2 separate regions of the Oryctolagus cuniculus genome follow, and region 2 is linked to region 1. Evidence: chromatin contacts called from public Hi-C data. All regions are on one chromosome and are shown on one strand. The core of a region is the stretch at or near the end of the contact, and the rest is flanking DNA. Distances in the headings are between cores, read along the strand shown.

Region 1 (6,372 bases), core at 2,154-4,653:
GCTTCTTCTAGGTCTCCCACATGGGTGCAGGGGCCCAAGGACTTGTGCCATCTTCTACTGCTTTCCCAGGACATAGCAGAGAGCGGGACAGGAAGTGGAGTAGCCAGGTCTTGAACCGGCACCTATATGGGATGCCAGCACTGCAGGCAGCGGTTTTACCTGCTACACCACAGCACCAGCCCCAAGGCTGATTTCATTATATGCCTAGCATTCCATGGCCAGCTGTGTGACTTGATCTAGCTGTTTAACCCTCTAAGATTTGTTTTCTTAACAGATAAATCAGGAGATTTTATTTTATTTGATCCCAAGGCATCCAGCTTATAGGCTGTCTGCTTTCTGAGTGTTTTTTTATGTTCTCAAAGGTCTAGCCATCTGTTTGAAAGGCAGAAGATCTATCCATCTATCTGCCTTCCTGTTACTCATCTGAAAGGCAGAGCGAGAGAGGTGGGGAGAGAAAGATAGCATAAGATTGAGATCTTTCATCTGCTGGTTCACTCCCAAAGTGCTTGCAACAGCTAGGGCTGTATCATTTGATTTTTTTTTTTTTTTTTTTTTTTTTTTTTGACAGGCAGAGTGGACAGTGAGAGAGAGAGACAGAGAGAAAGGTCTTCCTTTTGCCGTTGGTTCACCCTCCAATGGCCGCCGCGTCCGGCGCACCGCACTGATCCGATGGCAGGAGCCAGGAGCCAGGTGCTTTTCCTGGTCTCCCATGGGGTGCAGGGCCCAAGCACTTGGGCCATCCTCCACTGCACTCCCTGGCCACAGCAGAGGGCTGGCCTGGAAGAGGGGCAACCGGGACAGAATCCGGCGCCCCGACCGGGACTAGAACCCGGTGTGCCGGCGCCGCTAGGTGGAGGATTAGCCTAGTGAGCCGCGGCGCCGGCTCAGGGCTGTATCATTTGAAAGCCAGCAGCCAGGAACTCCATCTGAGTCTCCCACATGGGGCAAGGTCCTAAACACTTGGGCCATCATCTGCTGCTCTCCCAGGTACATTAGCAAGAAGCTGGATTGGAAGCGGAGCAGCTGGGACTCAAAACCAGTGCTCTGAGATGCCAGTGTCACAAGAGGTGGTTTAATCTGCTGCACCGTCATGCCAGACTGGTCTGAGAGCGTTTCTGATCATGAAATACGGTACATTTGAAAGCTGAGCATTTAAAATTTTTTTTTTGTTTAACCAGCTGTTTATTTAAGTTAGGAAGTCAGTGCAGCACTGTGGTTGTTTCGCTATTTTCATTTCCCATATGGAATGCCAGTGTGCAGATCGGGGCTTTAACCCGCTGTGCCATAGCACTGGCCCCTTTTGACTCACATTTACATGGTGTGTAATATGAGTTTACCAAGCATGGAATCACTGGACTCCTCATTGCCACTAAAAATATATTATAGGCCGGCGCCGCGGCTCAATAGGCTAATCCTCTGCCTGCGGTGCCGGCACACCAGGTTCTAGTCCTGGTTGGGACACCGGATTCTGTGCCAGTTGTCCCTTTTCCAGGCCAGCTCTCTGCTATGGCCCAGGAGTGCAGTGGAGGATGGCCTAAGTCCTTGGGCCCTGCATCCTTATGAGAGACCAGAAGCACCTGGCTCCTGGCTTCAGATCAGCGTGGTGTGCCGGCCGCAGTGCGCCGACCGCGGCAGCCATTGGAGGGTGAACCAACGGTAAAGGAAGAACTTTCTCTCTGTCTCTCTCTCTCACTGTCCACTCTGCCTGTCAAAAAAAAAAAATAATAATATATAGGCACATATAATTAAGGTAGATACATGTATGTAAATATAGGTGTGTACATTTGTGATAGCAAAATATGCACTGATCACTTTTTTTTACACTTAAGAATGTATCTTAGAAGTAGTCCCATTTGTGTAGTGTCCTCTTTTTTTTGAATGACTAGAAAAAACATTGCTTTGAATGGATGCTTGTAGTTATTTGACCAGTCTCCTTGTGATGGACATTTAGTCTACTGTGGTAGTGAATACCTTGTAAGTGTGAGATGTTGTTCATATGTTTCTGTATCTGTATTTTAAAGGGCTTGTAATGTTGATTGAAATAAACAGATTGTTCATAATTGAGCCAGCATATACTCTCAGCGCAAGAGCCAGCCAGTTTCTGCTGAACCAGGTTTCCCTGTGCGTTTCTGTCAGCAAACACTTTGAACACTGCTGTACCACACAGTGTTGTCTCTGGGAAATGCTGGTGAGATGGGTGATCATTCCAGAAACTGAATATCACTCTGAAGACCACTTTCTAGACTGGATGTGTGTGCTGAATTAAATGGCTGCACTGTTAACCATCTTGGAATGTTCTTTACTTTGCTTCAGAGTACAATTATATCAGCAAAGGGAAACCTCTGACTGGAAAATTATCAACAAATTAAAGCCTTCCGTGGAGATCCATCCCCATCAAGTAATGAAACACACTGTACATATTATGCAATAGCTTTGGCTAGAGCAATATTATTTATATTTCATTGTTCTTAAAGTCAGAAGGAAAAGGCATTATCTACATACTGTTTCCTTTTGTTTCAGAGAAAACTATTAGTAGTTGGTAAGTCGGGCTGAAACACAGAAAGTCACACCTTTAAGTTCTTAATTTTGTTCATTTGTGCACACATGCATGTATACATACACACACATGTGCAGCCACACACACTTTAGATCTGAGAGTGAAAGCTTACGAGCTCTCTAAGAAAATAAGAGCATTTTGTGTTTCAGAAAGGTATGAATGCTCTCTTTCCACATTCAGAACTTATTATGAAGATTCAGGAGCATCATAAAAGATATTAAAAACCACCATTTCTTTGCTCTGTTCTCTTTGCACCTCAGTGTTGTGGGCTGAAGGATGGTGTATATGTAAATGAACTCCTGAAAGAACTCACAGGGTGTTTTTTTTATGCTAATGTGATCTTTTCTAAAATTGACCATTGTTCTAATAGTTAAGGGTTTTTTTTTTTTTTGACTTTCATAAAAGAAAGCAGATGTTAAGTAACTTTTTTAAAGTAAAGTTTTTCTTCTTAATTTGACTTTCAGATATGGTCCTTAACATAAAACTTACTAATTCACTTAATAAGGAAAATGTTTCCATTGTTGACCTATTTGAAAAGCAATGATAGTGTTGGATATAGGATTTATAGTGAAGACATTGGTTAAATTCCACCACTTTAAGTAATATAAAATTGCTTATTTATTTGAATAAAAAATACAAATTTAAGTTACAGTTAGGTAGTCACCTCTTATGTTGTTTTTTAGCACATTCTAGAGAAACAGTGTGCTTGTAGCTAGAGATTGTTGGGTTTCAGATGTTCCACCTGCTGAGGGAAACAGTTTATTGCATCACTGAGACAGGGCAAAACAAAAGCCTCTGCAAAATGAGGCGTTTTGTGATGTGTGTCACCCTGCCCCCACTTCCCACAAACCATTGCAGCTCCTGCCTGCTTGAACCAAAGGAGCCAGCTGTTTCACTGAACCATAGCACCCTCTAGCATCCTAATGCTTTGTGTTTTCACAACTCAACAGGAACGTTTTGTTTTTCCTTACAAAATGAACCATTAATCTAACATGATTTGGTGTCTGTGTTCCTCTGACCACAGAGAGGAGGCCCTTGAAGGGAATTAGGGAGAAAGTGAAGAGTGAAGAGTCATCGCCATTTTTGCAAATAATTGTTACATTTGTTTTCTGTGTAATTTTGGGGTGTGAATGTGAATGGCTGGACCTCTTGTGCCCCCCTGTGTAGCGGCAATAAATGAGAGATGGGACCGTTGACCAGCTGGTCACCTGATCTCCTTCCTCTGTATCTTGCAGGTACTTCTCCCAGCAGCTGGTCTGTTACAGTTACAGGATGTGAAGAAGACTTGCTGTGAATTTTTGGAATCCCAGCTTCACCCTGTGAACTGCCTAGGAATCCGGGCTTTTGCTGATATGCATGCGTGCACAGACCTCTTGAACAAGGCTAACACCTATGCAGGCAAGTGCGATCAGCTGGGCATGAAGCCAAAGTCTGGAACCCTTGAGTTCTTGCCTGATTCTGCAGTGGTCTCTGGAGAGTTGTGTCATGTTTCTAGACCTGGCTTTTATAAAAATAGATCCAGAATCTTTTAATGAGAGCACTGCCTAATAGAAACATGCTCACAAAATTGAAAACGTAAGAAAAAAGCAACTGTACATTGGTGTGGAGCCTGAATAATGGAATGGCTAATTTTATGCAGATACTGAATCCCTGTGTATTTTTCTTTCACATCGTCAGATTAATAGCTGTGTAAGAAACTATGTGCATGTTAGTTATATCTCTGCAATTTTTGATGCCTTTTTCTTGAATTTGTGAAAATAAGCTTTGTGGCTTAAAACATCTTCAAAGTAGAGAACTCTAGATCACATTCACATGGAGTAGAAAAGTGAACCCCAGATGTGAGCAGCCCTTTCCTTAGACCTTGGTTTCTGTGACTGCCTGCTGGCTTCTCTTTGGGATGGAGTTGGTGTGCTGCTGCTCTTGTCATCACTTTGACTCTCATCGCTCCCCTACCTACCGTGCATCTCCAGTAAGGGAGTAGAGATTCATGTTATACAAGTTTATAAAGGTAACCTACAGTTTTTCTCTGAGTTTGTATACTTTTAAAAATACATATTAAAAGTGATTACTAGGATGTTTCTAATTTTTTTTAATTTGTCTTCCTGTGAAGATAAACCTGGTAGAAATTACAATCTCCTGCCTGCCTACAAGATTCTACCTTGCATCTAAAACCCAGGAGGAGGAGTTACAGTCATTGCCCCCATAATAACCTCAGGATCCTCAACTTCCCTAGCTTTCAGATGCAGGGCCCTGTGTCTAAACTGCTTCCTGCAGTATGCTTGCTGTAGTGAGGGAGGGAGTTTCGGTACATAGACCTTAGCATTGGAAAGAAATCTTCCTAGTGGTTAGTTGGGAGAAAGACGCAATGCTTCAGTAAGGCACAAGAAGTCTGATAAATTTGAATTCCGTAGATTCCTGTGGGGTGATCTGGTGGCCTAGTTACCCTTTATAAAGTGGTTTCCATGGGAAAGTGTGATTTGAGTTTGGGGAAGCTGATTGTGGATGAGCTCTTAGAACTCAGCCCTCCTGTAATTTGGGAATGCTGTGATACATAACAGTGTTCATGTAGTCCTTTTGAGTGAGTTGAAGCATTTTGAAAGCATTTAAGGGCCGGCACTGTGGTGTAGCTGGTGAAGCCGCCGCCTTCAGTGCCGGCATCCCATGTGGGCACCGGTTTGAGATCTGGCTGCTCCACTTCCGATCCAACTCTCTGCTGTGGCCTGGGAAAGCAGACGAGGATGGCCCAAGTCCTTGAGTCCCTGCAGCCACACGGGAGACCTTGAGGAAGCTCCTGGCTCCTGGCTTCCGATCGGCGCAGCTCCAGCCACTGTGGCCAACTGGGGAGTGAACCAGCCAATGGAAGACCTCTCTGTCTCTCTGTCTCTCTCTCTCTCTCTCTCTCTCTCTCTCTGTCTCTCTCTCTCTCTCTCTCTGCCTCTTCTCTCTCTGTGTAACTCCGACTTTCAAATGAAGTAGGTAAATATTAAAAAAAAAAAAGCCTTTAAAAGATAAATGTGAATTCATTGATATGTTCTAATATGGCCAATTCTGTTCCTCAGCCAAGTAGAAATATTCCTTCTAAATCTAAACTCCACTAAATTCTAGCCATAATGTGCCTCTTATAAGTTATGTATATTAAGAAAACTAAGGAGGGTCGAATATTTAGGGCAGTTTTTTCCTGTATGAAGCAACCATCAACATTATATAGTTGCTAGGTTGTTAATTGTCTCCACAGTGGTAAAGATTCCTGACTTCGGGGTGGGTTGGGGTTACCTGAGGATTAATGCAACAGATACCCAGAATTCACATGAATACTCATGGTTTTACTTATATCAGAAACAACTCATTTACTGTGTTTTCAGGAGTTAGATTTGATTTCTCTTCTATTTGAGAATCTTAAATTTATTACATTGTACTACAAAACATGAAAATTTTCTTACCAGAAATAGAACTCCAGATATTAATGTGCAAGTTGTTTATTATAATTATGCCAACAGTTGTTTTTGTTTTTGTTTTTTTTTTTTTGGTGGGAAATTTACTGGCAAGGCCAGCATTGAGGCACAGTAAGTTAAGGTGCTGCTTGCGACCCCAACTTCCGATGTTGTAGTGCCAGTTTGAGTCCCGACTGCTCTAGTTTCAATCCAGCTCCCTGATAACGTGCCAGGGAAAGCAGCAGAAGGTGGCCCAAGTGCTTTAGTGACTGCCACCCACGTAGGAGATCCAGATGAAGTTCCTGGCCATTTGGGGAGTGAACCAGTAGATGGAAGATCTCTCTCTCTTTCTGTCTCTCTCTCTGCCTTTCAGATAAATAAATA
Region 2 (6,372 bases), core at 1,230-3,729, 160 kb before region 1:
AAAGTCAGAGTTATAGAGAGACAGTGGGGAAACAGAGAGAGGGAGGGAGGGAGAGGGAGAGGGAATCTTCCAGCCACTAATTCATTCCCTTAAATGTCCACAACAGCCAAGGCTGGGCCAGGCCAATGCCAGGAGCCTGGAACTCCATCTAGGTCTTCACGTGGGTTTCAGGGGCCAAGCACTTAGATCATCTTCTACTGCTGTCCCAAGAGCATGACTAGGGAGCTGAATCAGAAGTGGAGCAGCCGGGACTCAAGCAGGTGATCACATGGGATGCTGGCATCATAGGTGGTGGCTTACCAACTGCCCCACAAAGCTGGCCCTGTCAATTCCTTTTTAGGTCTGTGGTGCACCTGAAGTGTAAGATACTAAGCAAAATATTTTACCTCACATTTTGGCATCTGAATAAAAGAGGCAGTGGCTGATGCTGTGGTACAGAGGGTTAAAGCCATGGCCTGCAGGCCAGCATCCCATATGGGCACCAGTTCGAATCCTGGCTGCTCCACTTCTGATCCAGCCTGGGAAGCAGCTAATGATGGCTCAAGCACCTGGGTCCTTGCCAGCTATGTGGGAGGCCTGGATGGAATTCCTGGTTCTTGGCTTCAGCTTGGCCCAGACCTGGCTGTTGTGGCATCTGGGGACTGAATCAAAGGATGGAAGATCTCTCACTTGCTCTCTCAGTTGCTGAATGAATAAAAATAAAAAATTAAAAAAAAAAAAAACTTTAAAAATTAACAAACCAAAGCCAAAGCTTCCTGAGGTAATAAAAGATATAAGCTGACTGAATATGCATGAAGCCAAGAGAGACATTTCTTTGCTTTTCAGGAGAGAAAAGGGGAGGAGAGGGAAAAGGCTGACCCCCTTGTAAGACAGAAGGCCCTGTGTTCTTGCCCAGGTACTCTGATTATGCCACAGACTCCACAACCCCCTGGTTTCAGTTGGATTCCCATAGAAATCGGTGAGGGGAGAAGGGCAGGAGATCCCGGCTAAGGACACCTGTTCTGAAATCCTCCGCAGAAGGCAGAGCTGCCCGCTCTGTCCCTGACCTGTGGGAGGGTGCAGGGGTGCTGACAGCAATGAGCAACAAACCCACTCACTGCTCTAGCCCCTGGCTTCTCAGCCTGCTTGCCTATAGGTTCCTTAACTACAGTATTGGCGAAAGGACAGGCCCTCAGATTACACAGCTAAAGCAGAGAATTGAAGTGTGAGACAGGTGTGAGAATTTGCTTCCCATCTTGGGGAGAAATAAATCGAAGCGTCCTTATGTGGTTTGCCAAAACAACATCCTGAACTGTGCACCGGTGCCATGAACTTCCGCCAAGGGAAAACATCTCATCAGAGTGATTGAGCAAAGTGCTTCTCGCCTGCTAGGATGATGCTGAACTTAATCAAAACGCGTTTATTAAGTACTTAATTACATGCCGTGCTACATGGAGGCCTGCAGAGAATTGTGTGCACCTGGTCCCCTCTCCTGCAGATTACAAGACAGTGGGAAGGGGTAGCGGGTAGACAGGAAGGGAGCTAAATCATTTCATGAGTTCCTCGTCTGTGCCAACCCCATATAGGGTAAAGAATTTAATCTTAGGAGATAATTGTTATTTTGTCCATTTTATAGATAGGGAAAGTGGGACTCAGAGCAGTAAGTTGTAGAACTGGAGTTTAAGGTGAGTTTTTGGATATGAAGACTTGTTCACTGCCTCTGAGAGTGTGCTAAAAATAAAAGGACTCTTTGAGACAATATGACAACTCCCAAGCATTCAGAGACGGAAGGCAGAGATGTATATACCATACTGTTTGGGATGAAAGAAAGTATGTCCTACAAAAGACTGAAAAAGACTCTTTCTTTTTTATATTTATTTATTTATTTGAAAGAGTTAGAGTGAGAAGGAAAGAGAGAGAGAGAGAGAGAGAGAGAGATCTTCCATCTGCTGGTTCACTCCCCAAATGGCTGCAATGATCAGGGCTAGGCCAGGCCGAAGCCAGTAGCTGCTTCTTCTGGGTTTCCTACATGGTGCAGAGGCCCAAGGACTTGGGTCATCTTCAGCTGACTTCCCAGGCACATTACAGGGAGCTGGATCAGAAATGGAGCAACAGAACACAATCTAGCATTCTGATATGGGATGCTGGTGTCCCCAAATATGTCCACCTGCTATGCCACAAGGCCAAACTTGAGACAGCTTCTGATACTCTATCCTTACCCCATGAAGCTTATCAAAATATTTTCTTCCAACCAAACTCAGAGAAGAAATTGGTATGAAATTGGCTCCACCTCATCAGTCTTTCCTCCTCCTGTCCTCCACACCATGTCCCTTACGCCGGCCTGGTGGCTGCTCCTTAGGAGCAGCCAGCGAGGTCAGTGCAGCTTGTGCTCACTGCAAACCATCAGGAAACGTTAAGGAACCTCAAGGGTGCCCCCTAGTAATCTAAACAAGGTAATTGAAGATTCCCCGCAAACATGCTTGCATTTAGAGGTGCAGTTGTCATCCTGCCCACTGAGCGGCGCTGCTTCTCTGTTAGTAAGAAGGAGGTGGCCCACTCGGATCAAGGGTCTTCTGTTCTCTTCCAAAGGAGACCTCCATGGAGCGTTTCTGGCTAACTCTTGAAGACAGAGGTTCGTGTTCCCTTCTGTGCCATGTTTGAAGAGGCTTTTAATGACTCCCGAAGAAGTAAAGTGAGTGATTATTTGAATAGCACTGAGTATGTGTCAGGCGTTGGGCTAGGAAGCTGATAAACCGAAATATCCAGAGAAAGAGCTTAGAAAGGGAAGACTTAACTGCCTCAGGGGTCATCCTCATCGCGATCTGCAGCAGACACATCATCACCGGATACCCTCCTCCTTGTGCAGGGCAAAAGCACACAGCCAGTCGGCATAACCAGAACGCTTTAGCTGCAAGGTTGAGGAAGGACATTAAGGTGCCTTTATTTCCTCTTCTCAAGAACAGGGAATGGAGATAAAGACTTACTCAGTGCCCATTATACATCAGGTTTTATGTTGCTGTTCCCATTAAATCTAAATTTTATGAGATGGTATTATACTCATTTTCCAGGAAAGGACAATGAGACTCAAAGAAGCTAGATGATTTCACCAGTCACACAACTGCGTCAGGTGATAAAGCTAAGTACATATGACCCTGTAGTCCATGGTTTAACACGCCGCCGCTGCCACCACCACTACCAACAACAACCACAATAAGGCAGACATTTCTGATGGGACAAAGTCTTTTCAGTTTCTGGAATTATTTTAAAATAGCAAGATTGGAAAACTTTGATAAGATTGCTGTGTTACATAGAAACTGATTTTATGCATTCAGTCTCTTCTAAGCAGCATGTTCTTCAGGATCAGGGGCATACCAGTTAAAATGCTGTTTGGGACAGCCACATCCCACACTGGAGTGCCTGGATTTGAATCCCGTTCTGCGCCTGATTCCGGATTTCTGCTAATGCTCACCCTGAGAGGCAGCAGGTGATGGCTCAAGTAGTTGAGTCGCTGCCATCTGTCGGGAGACCTGCATTGAGTTCCTGGCTCCTGGCTTCTACCTGGCCCATCCTTGACTGTTGTGAGCATTTGGGGAGAGAACCAGAGGATGGGTGCTCTGTTTGTCTCTCTGTCTTTTGAGTAAACAAATATTAATTTTTTTTTAAACTCAATTTCTTCAGTATTGCCTTTATGGAAATCTTAGTTGGTTGAGAGTTATAAACTAAATGAGGAACAGCATAGAACACTTTCATTGCAGGTTTAAAAAAAGATTTATTTGTTTATTTGAAAGGTAGAGTGATAGAGAATGAAGTAGAGAGAGTGGCTATAACTGCCAAGGCTGGTCCAGGCTGAAGCCAAGAGCCTAGTACTCCATCCAGGTCTCCCATATGGGTGACAGGGACCCAAGCACTTGGGCCATCTTCTGCTGCCTTCCTAGGTGCGTTAGCCAGGAATTGGATCAGAAGTGGAACAGCAGAGATTTGAACCCATACCCATAAATGATGTCATAAATGATATCAGTGTCATAAGCATAGCTTAACCCACTGTGCCATTACGCTAGCCCCCATGCAGATTTTTTTAATAATATGTATTTATTTATTTGAAAGGAAGAGTTACGGAGTGGGAGGAAGGCAGGATGTCTTATCTCCTGGTTGACTCTCCAAATGGCTACATTAGTTGGAGCTGGGGGAGGCTGAAGCCAGTAGCCTGGAACTTCATTCGGGTCTCTCAGATGGGTGGCAAGGGCCCAAGCACTCGGGTGCTTTGCTGCTTTCCCAGGGAACTGCATCAGAAGCGGACTCAAAGTGGTGCCCGTATGGGATGCTGGCACTTCAGGCAGCCCCTTAACCTGCTGTATCACACGCTGGCCTCTCTTTGCAGATGTTGAGTTTCAGCTCATTCTTGTAATTTTTCATCATATATATTCAAATCAGTCTGCAAACTTTAGGGAGTTTCATTTCTGCTCTGGGAAAAGACATCACGTGACCTTTACCCTAGAACATATAAAGCATAATGAAGACAGAGGAGTCACTTCCTTTTGTTCTCTGCTGGCTTTATTCTACCAAAAGAAGGCTAAGGAAGGAATAAAAGTTGTGTTTTCCGGAGCACCTGACTGATTATTAGGAGGTTTTCTTCCTCTCCACTATTGTTAGTCCAAGTGTGAGTGCTTGACAGACTTGAGGGTATCCGACGCCTGGTCACAGACATCTTTAGAAATTTTAGAGACTCCGTCAAGTACCCCACCTACTAACTTAGTAACAGTGATGAAATTAAGCCAACACAAAAATTATTTGGATTATAAGTATTATAAATGTTCTCTTTTCTATTGGCTGTTTATGAGAAATCTTTTAAGATTTCCTGCCATCTGTTTCTAAAAGGGGAAGGAATGGGAAATGATTTGCCAGTATTTGAAACATGGTGTTTATATTTACTTGTTGGGTTAAGCTCAAGTTTCTGCAGTATCTTTGGTCTGGGAAAGAAGGTTTAGCTACTTACTTTTGCTCCAGTTCACTGGGATGTTGCTTCATAAGATCGGAGAAACATGCGATAACTGATTTTTGTGAAACAAAATTCACATTTTTCAGCTCCTATTGTTTGCAAGGCAGCGAGCCAGACATATCAGCTTGCTGGGGCTGCTGTAGCACAAAGTACCACACACTGCGTGGCTTGCACAATAGAAGTTTGTTTTCCTACCACTGTGGAGACCAGAAGTCTGAGATCAAAGTGGTGGCAACTTTTTGTTTATTTCTTCTTAGTCCTCTTCCTGGTTTTGTTAGATGCCTGTCTTCTGTCTGCTCATGATCTTTCCACTATGCCTATAATTTTTTAAAAAGATTTATTTTATTTATTTGAAAGAGTTACAGAGAGAGGTAGAGAGAGAGAGGTCTTCCATCCACTGGTTCACTCCCTGGATGGCCACAACAGCTGGAGCTGCGCCAAACCGAAACCAGGAGCCAGGTGCTTCTCCCAGGTCTCCCACACAGGTGCAGGGGCCCAAGGACCTGGACCATCTTCTACTGCTTTCCCAGGCCATAGCAGAGAGCTGGATAGGAAGAGGAGCAGCCGGGACTAGAACTGGCGCCCATATGGGATGCTGGCGCCTCAGGCCAGGGCTTTAACCCACTGCGCCACAGCGGGTTTATTACAATGTTTATTACAAATTTCCTCTCATAAGAAAAACACCATACTCCAGTGTATAGTCTTTGGTGTGCTGAGTAATTTGAAGGAGATTGCAAGGCCTCAGGAGCAGTGCCAGAGGCAAGCTCCCTCTGACTTTGTCCTGCCCTCAAGGCAAGTCATAGCAACTAGAATCCTCTCCACTAGGGTGGGTCACAGAAATCAGAACTCCTTCCCCCCAATCCAGCCCATAAAATGTAAGAATATTACTCAAACCTGCCTCCCTTTCTGCGAAACAGCTGACCATAAAGAAGTTCCCTGGCCTACCTTGTCTGATAGAAGACATAAGACCTTCACTCCAGAAAAGTCCTGCCCCATACCCAATAGGAATGAATGCTGCAGAGGGCCCACAGAGTCTGAACACAGGTTTTGCTGGTTTTCCCCTCCGTCTATTCCCATTAGATCAGGCCATTTCTGGGAACCAAACATAGAAAGATATGGTTCCTATGGGTCTTTGTCTCTGAAGGCTCCTCTGTCATATAAAACTATGATCAAAAACACATATTATTTTTCTCTTGTTAACCTGTTTTTGCTTTTGTAAAAATTTATCTACTTGAAAGGCAGAGAAAGAGAGAGAGAGAGATCCTCCATCTACCAGTTCACTCCCCAATTGCTCACAACAACCAAGGCTGGGCCAGGCCAATAATGAGAGCAAGGAACTCCATCCGGGTCTCCCGCATTGGGTGGCAGGAACCCATGTGCTTGAGCCATTATTTGCT

What was found. A called contact is a pair of places that touch in the nucleus more often than the background predicts.
Region 2: a Hi-C map of an unstated tissue shows a contact between it and region 1, with 6 times the contacts expected there. The contact joins two enhancer-like sites. A contact is called at or near these places in 2 of 6 Hi-C or Micro-C datasets (liver and an unstated tissue).

The regions. Positions count from the first base shown.
Region 1 is chr8:131,563,307-131,569,678 of mOryCun1.1, reverse strand. It overlaps KLHL2 (kelch like family member 2), which reads left to right. Exons shown (of 15, transcript XM_008273508.4): 5 at 3,793-3,955. Among named protein-coding and RNA genes, the nearest start is that of MSMO1, 60 kb to the right of the region's middle. Within about 2 kb of position 3,403, at least 1 of the 8 cell types and tissues checked has an H3K27ac peak or open chromatin away from gene starts, as enhancers often do.
Region 2 is chr8:131,721,773-131,728,144 of mOryCun1.1, reverse strand. No RefSeq gene overlaps it. Among named protein-coding and RNA genes, the nearest start is that of TMEM192, 8.1 kb to the left of the region's middle. Within about 2 kb of position 2,479, at least 1 of the 8 cell types and tissues checked has an H3K27ac peak or open chromatin away from gene starts, as enhancers often do.